Regions from separate parts of the Danio rerio genome. Here all the other regions are linked to region 1. A link is a contact called in public Hi-C and HiChIP or PLAC-seq data. All regions are on one chromosome and are shown on one strand. Each heading gives the region's core, a stretch centred on a gene start, on an enhancer-like site or on the middle of the called end of the contact. The rest is flanking DNA. Distances are from core to core; before and after follow the strand shown. Region 1 holds the start of arl8 (ADP-ribosylation factor-like 8). Region 2 holds the start of zgc:92818. Region 3 holds the start of nfx1 (nuclear transcription factor, X-box binding 1).

Region 1 (3,474 bases), core at 242-2,741:
GCTTAACTAAGTTAATTAGGTTAACTTGGCAAGTTAAAGTAATAAGGCAAGTTATTGTATAATGGTGGTTTGTTTTGTAGACTATCAAGGTGAATAATTTTTAACTTTCATTTAAGAAAAAAGAACCACCCCTTTCACCTGGCTTAGGGCCTGTCATGAAATCTGAGCATTAAGCTTCTAGGAGTTTTGATTATTTATGTCTTATCTACTTTCTTAATAGTTTATTAGCAAACACTTAACCTGAATAAAGGCCCCATTTCACATCAGATCTCACAGATTTCACACTATTGAGCAAATAAGATCTACAGGCAGGAAGGAACTTGTGGTTCTGGCGACACAGAAGATAAACAAATATGAAAGACCGGTTCCCTTATTGATTAAAATCTCTACAGTTTCTGTGAGTGTTGTGGTTTTTCATTTTTTTATTAATGTGAACTTGTCTACATGACTTGTCTAAGTTTATATGCAATACAGTTTTTAATGAAAGGCTTTATTACACCTGCTAAAGTAAAACCTTTCTCAAATGATTTCGATAGGGTGACACGGTGGCTCAGCTGTCAGTTGGCATTTCTGTGTGGAGTTTGCAGTTTCTCTTTATGTAGGCATGGGTTTCCTCTGGGTGCTCCCTCATAGTGTATGTGGGTGTTTTCCAGTACTGGATTGCAGCTGGAAGGGCATCTGCTGTGTAAAACATATGCTGGATATGTTCATTCCACAGTGGTAACCCCAGATAAATAAAGGGATTAAGACGAAGGAAAATGAATGAATGAATGATTTTAATATTGTAACCACTATAATACTATTTAGTAATATGACATAATAGAATCTTGATAGTATTTAGTGTTTGTTAAGCCATACTACAGTAAAGTGTTTTATAGCATTTCCCACAAATAAATGCTACATCACTTCATAAATGATTAACTTGTAAACTGTAATAAACTCTGTGGTAAACTGGATTATTGAAGTTTTAATATAGAGTTGTAGAAAACTTTTTGGGTACATATTGGGTTGTTTAAATTACTAGTTGTTGTATTACTACACCAACTACAGTAATATAGGCTATAGTATATGTCAAAGTAAGATATAATCACAATTTGTTTGCTATTCAGAATATTCAATGTAGGTTCATGTTCAGCACAAAGCAATGTATGGATGTGACACTTGTGGGCTGGATCTGTGCACGTCATGATCCTCACACGTGTAACCTGACACTGATGGGGGATGGTGGTGTGTGTGCTTGTTTCTTGAGTGTGTGTATGTGTGTACAACAGAGAGAGTGATCGCTTATTTTTTATCCAGCAGCAGCAGCGTGCTGCCGTGAGCTCCGTGTGCCTCAATTTTACTCCAATGAGCTCTTATGTCTTACCATTTACACCCGTGTCCAGACAAGTGGAGCCGGTGTGCGTTTTGCAATTTGTCTTTAAGGAAAATGTTGATGAGCTCAGAGTGATCTGGGAAGTGAAGAAGACGCTTTTGTTTTGGTTAACGATGTATCCGCCGTACTCGCGTCTGTCGCACACTTGATCTGACCGCACGAAAGAAGAGCTGTTCATCTTAACCTACCTGTGTGAAAACACCGCGAACACACACAGACAGAGGGACGCTCGGACAGACGCAGAGGCGTGTGGTGAGTGCTCTTAACCGCATGGCGAGAGCGGGTTTATAAAGAAATAACGGCTCCACGGACAGCTGCTGTAGGCCTCTCCGCAAAACTAGCCCTCGCTGGACACGGCCTCTCACCCACCAGAGAAATGGGTCTAATCTTCGCCAAACTATGGAGCTTCTTTTGTAATCAAGGTAAGAGATGGGGTTCTGACGGATTTTTTTAGCCAGTGGTTTTGCCGGTGTTATTATTGTTGATATCCAGGCGCATTGAGCTAATGTTAATATGCTAGTAAGCTCGTTTTAAATCCGAGGCGTCGAGCTAATGGTATCAAAGCCATAGGCTCCTAATGACACGTTTACCTTTAACACTCATTGTGTATTAAAAATATTTGTATTTATTTTTTTCTTTCTAAATTAACTGTTTGTCGTTTTCGTGCCCCGTTATCTTCTCTCGGTAAACTTAGCCCAGAGTAAACCATCAAGAAGATGATGCGATAGTGGTGAAGGTAACAGATGGGTCATTTTAAATGTCTCTCAAATGATTTCACAGAAATTGAGTATTGTCCACTTGTTGGAACAGACTTGGGATAGCTATGTAATACTTCTATGTTATTTCTGAGCAATATCTAGCTCAAACTTCACCCTTTTTGATCAGGATAATGCTCTTGTAACTATATTATGACGCTATCAGTCACTTTGATAAAACGCATTAAGAGATCACTACATGTTATGTTCATGCAATACTTTACAGTACTGCAAATGTACAGTGTCCAGAAACACTGCAATAATCCTGGTGACCATATGGTACACACTTTTTTTTTCTTTTTTTTGTAATGTCATTTTGTTGCCATACAGTGTCATTTTTGGCAGTATAACAAGGTTTTAGGGCACCTATCACCCACAGGTGAGTAGGGTTAAGAAAAATAAGCTAACACTCTTGTTTGTAGTGTATTAAAAGTCTGAAATGTTTACATATTCAAAAGAGGCATTATCTGATTCAGCATACACATTACTCACGTTTGCAAATATTTCCCGAACTGAAATCTGAACATTAGATCAAGCAGGATCAGTAGCTCTCGTTTCATTTTGTTGATATATTGGAGTTAAATGTTTTTACAGATGATCTGAGATGGGCTATTTAGTATGTCATTTTTATTAGATCTTAAAAAAATAATGTTAGTAACACATTATTATCAAAACATTTCTTTAAATTTTTTCTTTAATTGAAAAGTTACCAAAATTGATGTTTGTGTCTACATAAGGAATAGAAGATGTGGATTAACATAAATGTGTATTTTTGTTAGTATCATCATCATTTGTTTTAAGGTTTTCTGAAAAAAAGACATGTTATAGAAGTAAAAAAGTGCAAAACCTTTATAAACTGACCAATGCATAGGGAAAAACTATGACTTTGCCTGTGTTTTCTTGCTATAAATGAATTTTTGCTGCCTACAACTATCCAGAGGTGAAACTTTTTATTTTTAAAAAGACTTTTGTACATTTGTTTATGAAATGTCTTCACTGCTGCCATGACAGATGTGTCTTTCACAACGTAGGCCCAGAGGACAGAGAGGGGTCAATTTATCAGTTTCAACTTTTGCTATAACAATGAAAGGAACTGATTTGAATTGAAAATGCTTTTGTGTAGAGAAACAGCCGTCATGACCACCTGGCAAACAAAAGCTGTGTGAGGAAACCTATTGCTCCCCTATTGTTTGCCTCTTTCAGCCGTCAGTTCTTCCTGACCAAGAGATCCAGCCTTCAGGAGAGTTATTGGCAAATCATGCGCTCTAAAACAGAATTTTCTTTTATAAAAGTATGCCTCTTTGTCTTCTAAATTTTACCTGAGTGCATATTTTTGTAATTGTG
Region 2 (3,768 bases), core at 1,022-3,521, 160 kb before region 1:
TATCTTTATGTTATATAATAAAAGTTCAAAAAAGGTGATAAAGAATGCGTTCTCATTAAATTGTATGATTTTATGCTTGTTCCTATCAGGTCCTGTCAAGTGAAAATGTATGATTATGGTAGAATGTCTCCTTTAGTCATCATTTTTCTTAAGTTTAACAGGTTAACTCACACCAACATAAAATGTTCCCTCTTTTTACTCACTTTCAAGAGGTTTCAAACTTTTAAGACATTTTTTAAGTTGTGTGTGAGTTAAACACACAAAAAAGATATTTTTTAAAATGTTGGAAACCTGTACCTAACAAATACTATCATAGTTAATGGTTACCAATTTACAACATTTTTTCAGAAATATTTTCCATTGTGTTCAACAGAAGTTTGCCTATACAATGAACATTTTGATTCGTCGCCCATTTTGTCAGATAAAAGAAAAGTCTAAAAGTGAATAGGTTTCAGAAGGGCATTGTTATGAAGGAATAACTGGGAAAAAAACTTAACAGGAGGATAAAAACATAAGAAAAAATGTGACTTTATTGTAAGTAAATATGAACCTATACGAATGTTAACATATATGTGAAGTAAAAAAAATAGTTAAAAAATAGCATGTCAACTCTTAAAATAATAATAAAAAGCTATACATTTACTCTGAGATGTAAGTAATTTTTTAATAAAAGGAACATAGCGTTTTTTAGCTTACATTTTAGTGTGAACCTTGATTATTAAAATGCCAAAAAAATCAACAGCTACACTCTACAAAATTATATAATCGATTAGTCCTGAAAGCATATGTTCTCAGGTCATTGTAACTTATTAGTTGTTCATGTTTTAACTTAATTGTATAAGTTGTGTAACTTGTTTTAAATCAGTTTAACATAATATTAATTAAATTGACTCATAAGGTTAATTTGATTCAGCTTAAAAACTTAAGGCAACTGATTTTTTACAGTGTAGTGGAAGGCTAAGAACTGTTTTCAAAGCACAACTGACTTGAAAAAAAGCCAGGACCAAAGTTTCAGCTATAAATCTTCATTACTGGATTGACTAAAAATAAAAGTCACCTTCTATTAGGATGGCATGGCTGTAAATTAAGACCAAAGAGTAAGTAAAAAGTTTAAAAATGTAATTTTGGGTGACAAATTCTTTTAAATCAATGTAATGTTTTATGTTATACAGTAGATTTGTGTCAAAGATTCTCCTGCAAGAGCCAAATATTACTATTATATATTAAATAATATATTATATATAATATTACTATTAATATTACTATTGAACAAAGCTATTGTTTTATGACAGGGATGTTTGTCAGGCTGTTGGAAATATTGCTCACTGAAATGTTTGTTGTTTCTGAGTTAAAGAGATCTGATAAGCAGCATGAAAACCAAAATCATCCCACACAACCAGTCTTTCAGATTATGCATTAGCTTAAGTAATATTTGTCATATTTATTCCAGGATATTGTGCAAATAATGAAAAAGCTTTTCCCAGAGATGGGCTGCGGCTGGAAGGGCATCCACTGCGTAAAAAAACTTGCTGGATAAGTTGGCGGTTCATTGCGCTGTGGTGACCCCGGATTAATAAAGGGATTAAGCCGACAAGAAAATGAATGAATGAATGAATGAATGAATGAATGAATGAATGAATGAATGAATGAATGAATGAAAAAGCTAAATTGAAGCTATTTAGAAAGGAGACACTGACTGTTCAACTGTATACAGAAATGTTTGTGATGTGAGGGAACAATTACAACACTGAGTTTAAAGGGTGGTATAGGGCAGATTTGTAGATATTACAAATGCAATCTGATGCTCTCTTAGACTTTCACACACACATATACAGTTACATATCAACATATTGTTAGAATATTATATAAGAAAGAGTACATTCTAGGAAATGTTTATTTAAAGATGTATCTGAGAGTGTTATACATTATTACACAGACATAGCATTAGAAAGCGATGGCCGTTTGTCTCAAACAGCATAATATCAGTTTCTCCCACATCAGCACTTATTGTTCTTCACCATGTGACTGTCGTGCTGAAGTGCGCATGCTCGGAGAGTGCAGCATTCATAAAGAAAATATCTGGGCATGAAAAATATTACCTTTCGCTCACTCATAACTGTTTTACTTCCTTAACTTAATGACGCACATTACTTAACTATAGAGAGGGAGCAGGCAAAAATCATAAAAACCGTTTCATTGCTGACTGCTAGTCACGTGAACTGCCAGCCGAGGACTGAACTGAGCTCCAGAGAGCGCATGCGCAGTGTGTATTGTGCGATTGATGGTCGGTCGGTTTGTGTGTCTGGTCAGAGCTCCCGGGAAGCCGATCAGCTGCACTTCTCTGTGTGCGTTAGTGCAGCTGGAAGTTTTACAGTGCGGTCGCCGAGGTCTGTGGATATTACTGAAGATCGTTGTTATTAACATGTCTACTAACAAAGTAAAAAAAGTGAAAATGGCCACCAAATCATGCCCGGAGTGTGACCAACAGGTGAGGTGTTTTTTGAGAATGAATGATTCATAAATTTGTGTTTTTGCTTAAGTTTTTAATCCCTTAATTGTTATTTTTAGTGTCTTATGTGATTCAGTCAGGGTTAGTCATTTGTTAGCCGTTTGTGACCTAGAAACAGCGTTGCTAGGGGATGTAAAATATCGTTTTCACATTTTGTCCATTATATCGAAATGATATTGTTGATTTTATTAATCGTATTGCATGCAATATTCCACCTAATTTTGTCTCCATTGTGGTTAAGCGATAATATTGTGTATTTGTGTAAAATAATTCACCTTACTGAATTAAAACAATGAAACTGGATAGCTTTTATGCTCTCTCTGTTGGTCTCGTTAAATATCACGGAGGCTTGACTCTGCGATTAAACTGTTTAAGTTACTCGTGTGTTTGATATCGTTTGAAGACTTCAGCCTCTTCTAATGATGATAACATGAAATATTAGAGTTTTATAAATATACCTATGTTTATTCTGTCCTTGAGCAAACAGGTCACTGCAGATCATTTCATAAGCCTGTATTTTTCAATCTCATTGTTCTTGTGTTTTGGCACCTAAGCAGAAAACTATTGTTTCCTGTTTACTTCAAAGTCAATGTCAGTTTTCCCCAAATTAAACATCAGTGTTGCCTTAATAAGGCACAGCATATTTTCCCCTCTTTAAATACTTAATATGGAGTGCTCTTCTTCCAGTGTTGGGAAATATTTAGTCATTTATTGTACACAAACTTTAGCAGTGAATACTAAGCTCTTTCTTTCTGTTTTCACAGATTCCTGTGGCTTGTAAATCCTGTCCTTGTGGCTACGTCTTCATCAGTCGAAAGCTTCTCAATGCCAAATTAAACGAGAGGTCTGGAGTAATGGGTAAATTATATGGCTTTTATGTTTCAGGCATAGTCCCACACATCCACTCCTATGCAAATGATGTACTTTTAAATTATTTTCGAATGGCCTTGATTTTAATATTGATCTGGAAAAGGACTCCTCTGCAAGGGATGTTCAAAACTATTACAGCGTAATGTAATATTTTACATTTATAAGTAAACTTTTCTCTTCAACTAAAAATGAGATCATTGATGCAGATAAACAAAAATGCTTTTGAGTATCAAGTGTGAACAGGGCCTAAAATTAGTCAGCCTGTGTTTTCTTGCTACACTTCTGAGTCATGCTGATAATAAAATGTTATTTAGTCTTTCTTTTTTAATATTGATATGTGTTGGACTCATTTGACTGGTGAATGGAAATAAATAGCAGGCAAGTTTCCA
Region 3 (3,767 bases), core at 132-2,631, 210 kb after region 1:
AAATATATTATTCCAAAAAACTGCAAGCAGGTAAAGAGAACTTTTAATAACTAAGTGAATATCTGTGTTTGACATAAAACTGCAAGAGATTGGACAACAAAAATGTGCTGTCAAAAAGAAAAAAATCTAAAGAACCTTTAGGGACAGATTTGGCCAAAGGTACTGTATACAAACAGGGATTGCACCAAAAACAATGGCACATTCTTTGGGGGGAACTGGAAAAGAAAACCGAAGCATAAATGTTTCATTTAAGAAAGGGACACCACTATGGAGGACAAAACCTGCAAAAACAATGAATTAATTAATATGGAAATTAATTAATTAATTAATTAATCCACAAAATCCTGCATAAATAAATTATATAAATAGTGTGGGCAGATTATTAATTTAAAAACTACTTGGATGTTGAGAGCATAAGAAAATGCTAAACTGAAAGTAGATTTTCCCACTTTCACACCACACTATCATGTATTCATGTATTTACAGGAATTTGCAGATTTATTTAACATTTATTTGTTTATTTGTATATTTAGTTATTTATTGATTTATTTATTTATGCTGGAATTTGTGTATTTATTCATTCATTTTTTTATTTCTTTGTGTATTTGTTTATTGTTTTGTTAATGCATGAATTAGTGTATTTATTTATTTATTCATTTATTTATTTACCCATTTATTTATTTGTGTATTTATTTATGTGTGAATTTGTGTATTTATTTATTAATTCATTTATGTATTTGCATATTTATTTATTGTTTTAATTATGCAGGAATTTGTGTATTTATTTATTTGCATATTTATTTATTGTTTTATTCATGCAGGATTTGTGTATTTATTTACTTATTTATGCAGGAATTTGTGTATTTATTTATTTGCATATATGATTTTTATTGTTTTATTTTTGCAGGAATGTATTTATTTATTTTTGCAGGAATTTGTGTATTTATTAATTTGCATATTTATTTGTTTATTGTTTAATTTATGCATGAATTTGTGTATTTATTTATTTAATTCATTTATATATTTGCCTATTTATTTATATATTTATTTATTGTGTTTGCAGGTTTCATCCTCCATAAACCACAGTCATCTGAGAGCTTAATAACTAAATTATATTTTTATTAAACCAGTTATTTAAAAAAGAGATTTACTTTCATACCTAGTATTTTTATTGTTCTAAATAAAATAGGTACAAAAAGCAAAATATAATTATATGAAAGGGACCAAAAAATCTATAAGGTATTCAGATTATTTGCATAGAACTGTGACGCTGCAGTCACGTGTCTTGCCGTCAGCGAGCGCTGATTGGACGAGCAGTTTCAGAACGACTAGCAGAACTCAGGCGGTGTAGTTTATAAACAAGGGCCTACTCTTTTTATCGGCTTCTCGGTTATTATTATTTGCTTAATAGATCTGAGGAAATCTCATCTAAATTGCCCCGAGTTCCGGCTGAATGGCAGAAGCCTCAGTTACAGGTAAGCGATATTGGCTGTTTTCCTCTTAACGGCTAACGTTAGCTGTGAAGAAGTGAGCGTGTTTATGATCCTGGCCATATACACAGCCTCTAACCTAGCCATATCAAAAATAAAATAGAATACAAATGTGTTTTATCACTTGTTACCCGAATTTACTTAGCCGTTTAGCAATTTATATTTTATCATCGTCACGTTACCAAGTCTATTATGACGAAGTGGAAGTAGTTTTGTCATTCTGTGACAAGATAAAAGCACGAAAGAGTGTCGTTAAATGTATAAATCATATTCATATCTAACGTTAGTAGATTAATTTTGTAGCAGTCGACTGGAAAACAGGTGATGTCTTTTATCTTTGTCATGTGATGTTACAGCGTGTTGCAGAAATAGCTGAGTCAGTAAGCACACACTGACTGTACAGTGCGTGTAAGACAATCATGACTGTATAGATAACGTAACGCTTCACTAAAAAAAAAAAAGTCAAAGTGCAAAAAAAAACATGCTAACCGTTTGATTTTCACTTTTAGACACATCAAAGTTGAATCCAGAGTCTGCAGAGTTTGTTCCAAAGGCTAAACTCAATCAGCCCGACTCTAGAAGAAGTTACAGACAGTCAAACCACTATCAGGACTGGAGGGCGAATCATGTTAGGCCTCACCATCACCTTAGACAATCCAATGCAGCTAATCATGGCGGCAATGAGTTCGAAAACCCTACTGATAATGCATTACCCTCTCCTGAACCAGCCTTCAGAGGAGGCTTAAGAGGCAGAGGCAGAGGAGGAAGACCAAGAGGAGGACGAGGTAATGGTGACACTGACCGTCGACTTCAGAGCCAGAGATGGATAAAACCAGTCAGTGATCGTGGTCATGATCGACCTAATACACCCACTTCTAATAGATCAACAGATGAGGAGAATAAAGAAAGAGCAACCTTTGAAGTCGATGTAAGAGAGCCTTATCGAGACAACCGATGGAAGAAACCCAATAAAGCAAGAGCTGAGAGGTTGATGAAGGAGCCTATGTCCAGAGACCAGGAGGAAAACCTAGAAAACCAGGCTGCAGGAAAAGACACAAAGCCTGTAGCTGTTTATGAACACCCCGAGCCTGAGCAGAGGAACCATAAGGGATGGAGGGGTGGCGAACACCGTATGCAGCCCAATTTCCGGAGGAAAGGACCAGGCCCTAGCCATGGAATTGAGGGTAACTGGAGAGAGAGGGAACCTGTTCAGATGAAAGAGGACGAGAGGAGAGGGGCTGAAGAGGAGGGTGAGAGACCCGAGGAGGCCAACAGGAATAGAAGGGGAATGAGGGGAAAACAGCCACCACTTCAGAATCCAGGTCCTAAGAGAGGTGGAGGTCCTGAGCGAAGAACAGGACCGGTGAAACGCATAGAACCTCCCAAAAGCAAAGAAACACAGACAGGTGAGGTGATCTGCATGCTTGTTACTACTGCACTACAGATTGTTAAACTACAGATTCTCTGTGGCATACCGTTTGACTTTTTACATCAGCAATTTATTTTCACCATAGGCTGCCATTAAAATCTAAATGTTGATATCAAGAATTGATTTCTTTCATTGTTTATATCAGAAATGTAATTGTCAGCTATTGAATTGCTACTAGTAAAATGTTTGTTTTTGATGTGTGCCACTAATGGCAATGTTAAATTCTGATATCATGAAAGTAATTGTTACTAGTGAATTGATTAATTCTAAATATAAGAAATTACTTTTTTGCTGATTCATGAATTGCTGATGTCAAAAATACTTTAGATATGTATAACAAATGTAGCATGTTGAAATATAGATTCAGATATTAAGAATTGACATTTTGAATTTTTGATATCAGGAATTGAAATTTTTACTAGTAGCAATCTAAATATTGATATCAACAATTCAGTTCTTGATATCAAGAATGCTGATCATGGATTCAAACAATTAAATTGTTGATATGAAAAATGTATATCCTGAGAATGAATAAAAGTCAAAATGGCTGGATAATATGAATAGTTGATATCAACAATTCATACACAGCAGTTTTTACATATTTGTTCTCAGGAAATGCATTCTTGATCTCACTGATCTTATTAATTCTTGATAGTTCAAATTTAACAAACATTTAATTGTGGTCAAGAATTTAATTGTTGATAATAGGAGTTACATTTAATTGCATTTTTATATCAGTTTATAAAAACAACTATTCAGTTCTTGATATGTCAGATTCAATTCTTGATATCAATAATTCAGTTCTTGATGTAAGTAAAAAATATGTATTTCTTGTTATCAAAAATGTA

What was found. A called contact is a pair of places that touch in the nucleus more often than the background predicts. HiChIP or PLAC-seq counts read pairs in DNA pulled down with a chosen protein or histone mark.
Region 2: a contact with region 1 is called in an H3K4me3 HiChIP or PLAC-seq map of gastrula embryo, with 2.6 times the contacts expected there. The contact joins the promoter of zgc:92818 here to the promoter of arl8 in region 1. A contact is called at or near these places in 5 of 18 Hi-C or Micro-C datasets (caudal fin, embryo, hematopoietic stem cells and 1 more) and 3 of 4 datasets of contacts at active chromatin or transcription factors (caudal fin, embryo and gastrula embryo).
Region 3: a Hi-C map of hematopoietic stem cells shows a contact between it and region 1, with 2.5 times the contacts expected there. The contact joins the promoter of nfx1 here to the promoter of arl8 in region 1. A contact is called at or near these places in 2 of 18 Hi-C or Micro-C datasets (caudal fin and hematopoietic stem cells) and 2 of 4 datasets of contacts at active chromatin or transcription factors (caudal fin and embryo).

The regions. Positions count from the first base shown.
Region 1 is chr7:42,073,083-42,076,556 of GRCz12tu, reverse strand. It overlaps arl8 (ADP-ribosylation factor-like 8), which reads left to right and starts at 1,491. Exons shown (of 6, transcript NM_199824.1): 1 at 1,491-1,797. The coding sequence starts at 1,752.
Region 2 is chr7:42,229,667-42,233,434 of GRCz12tu, reverse strand. zgc:92818 reads left to right here and starts at 2,271. Exons shown (of 4, transcript NM_001002512.2): 1 at 2,271-2,488; 2 at 3,274-3,367. The coding sequence starts at 2,423.
Region 3 is chr7:41,859,135-41,862,901 of GRCz12tu, reverse strand. It overlaps nfx1 (nuclear transcription factor, X-box binding 1), which reads left to right and starts at 1,381. Exons shown (of 24, transcript XM_685467.11): 1 at 1,381-1,475; 2 at 2,000-2,896. The coding sequence starts at 1,454.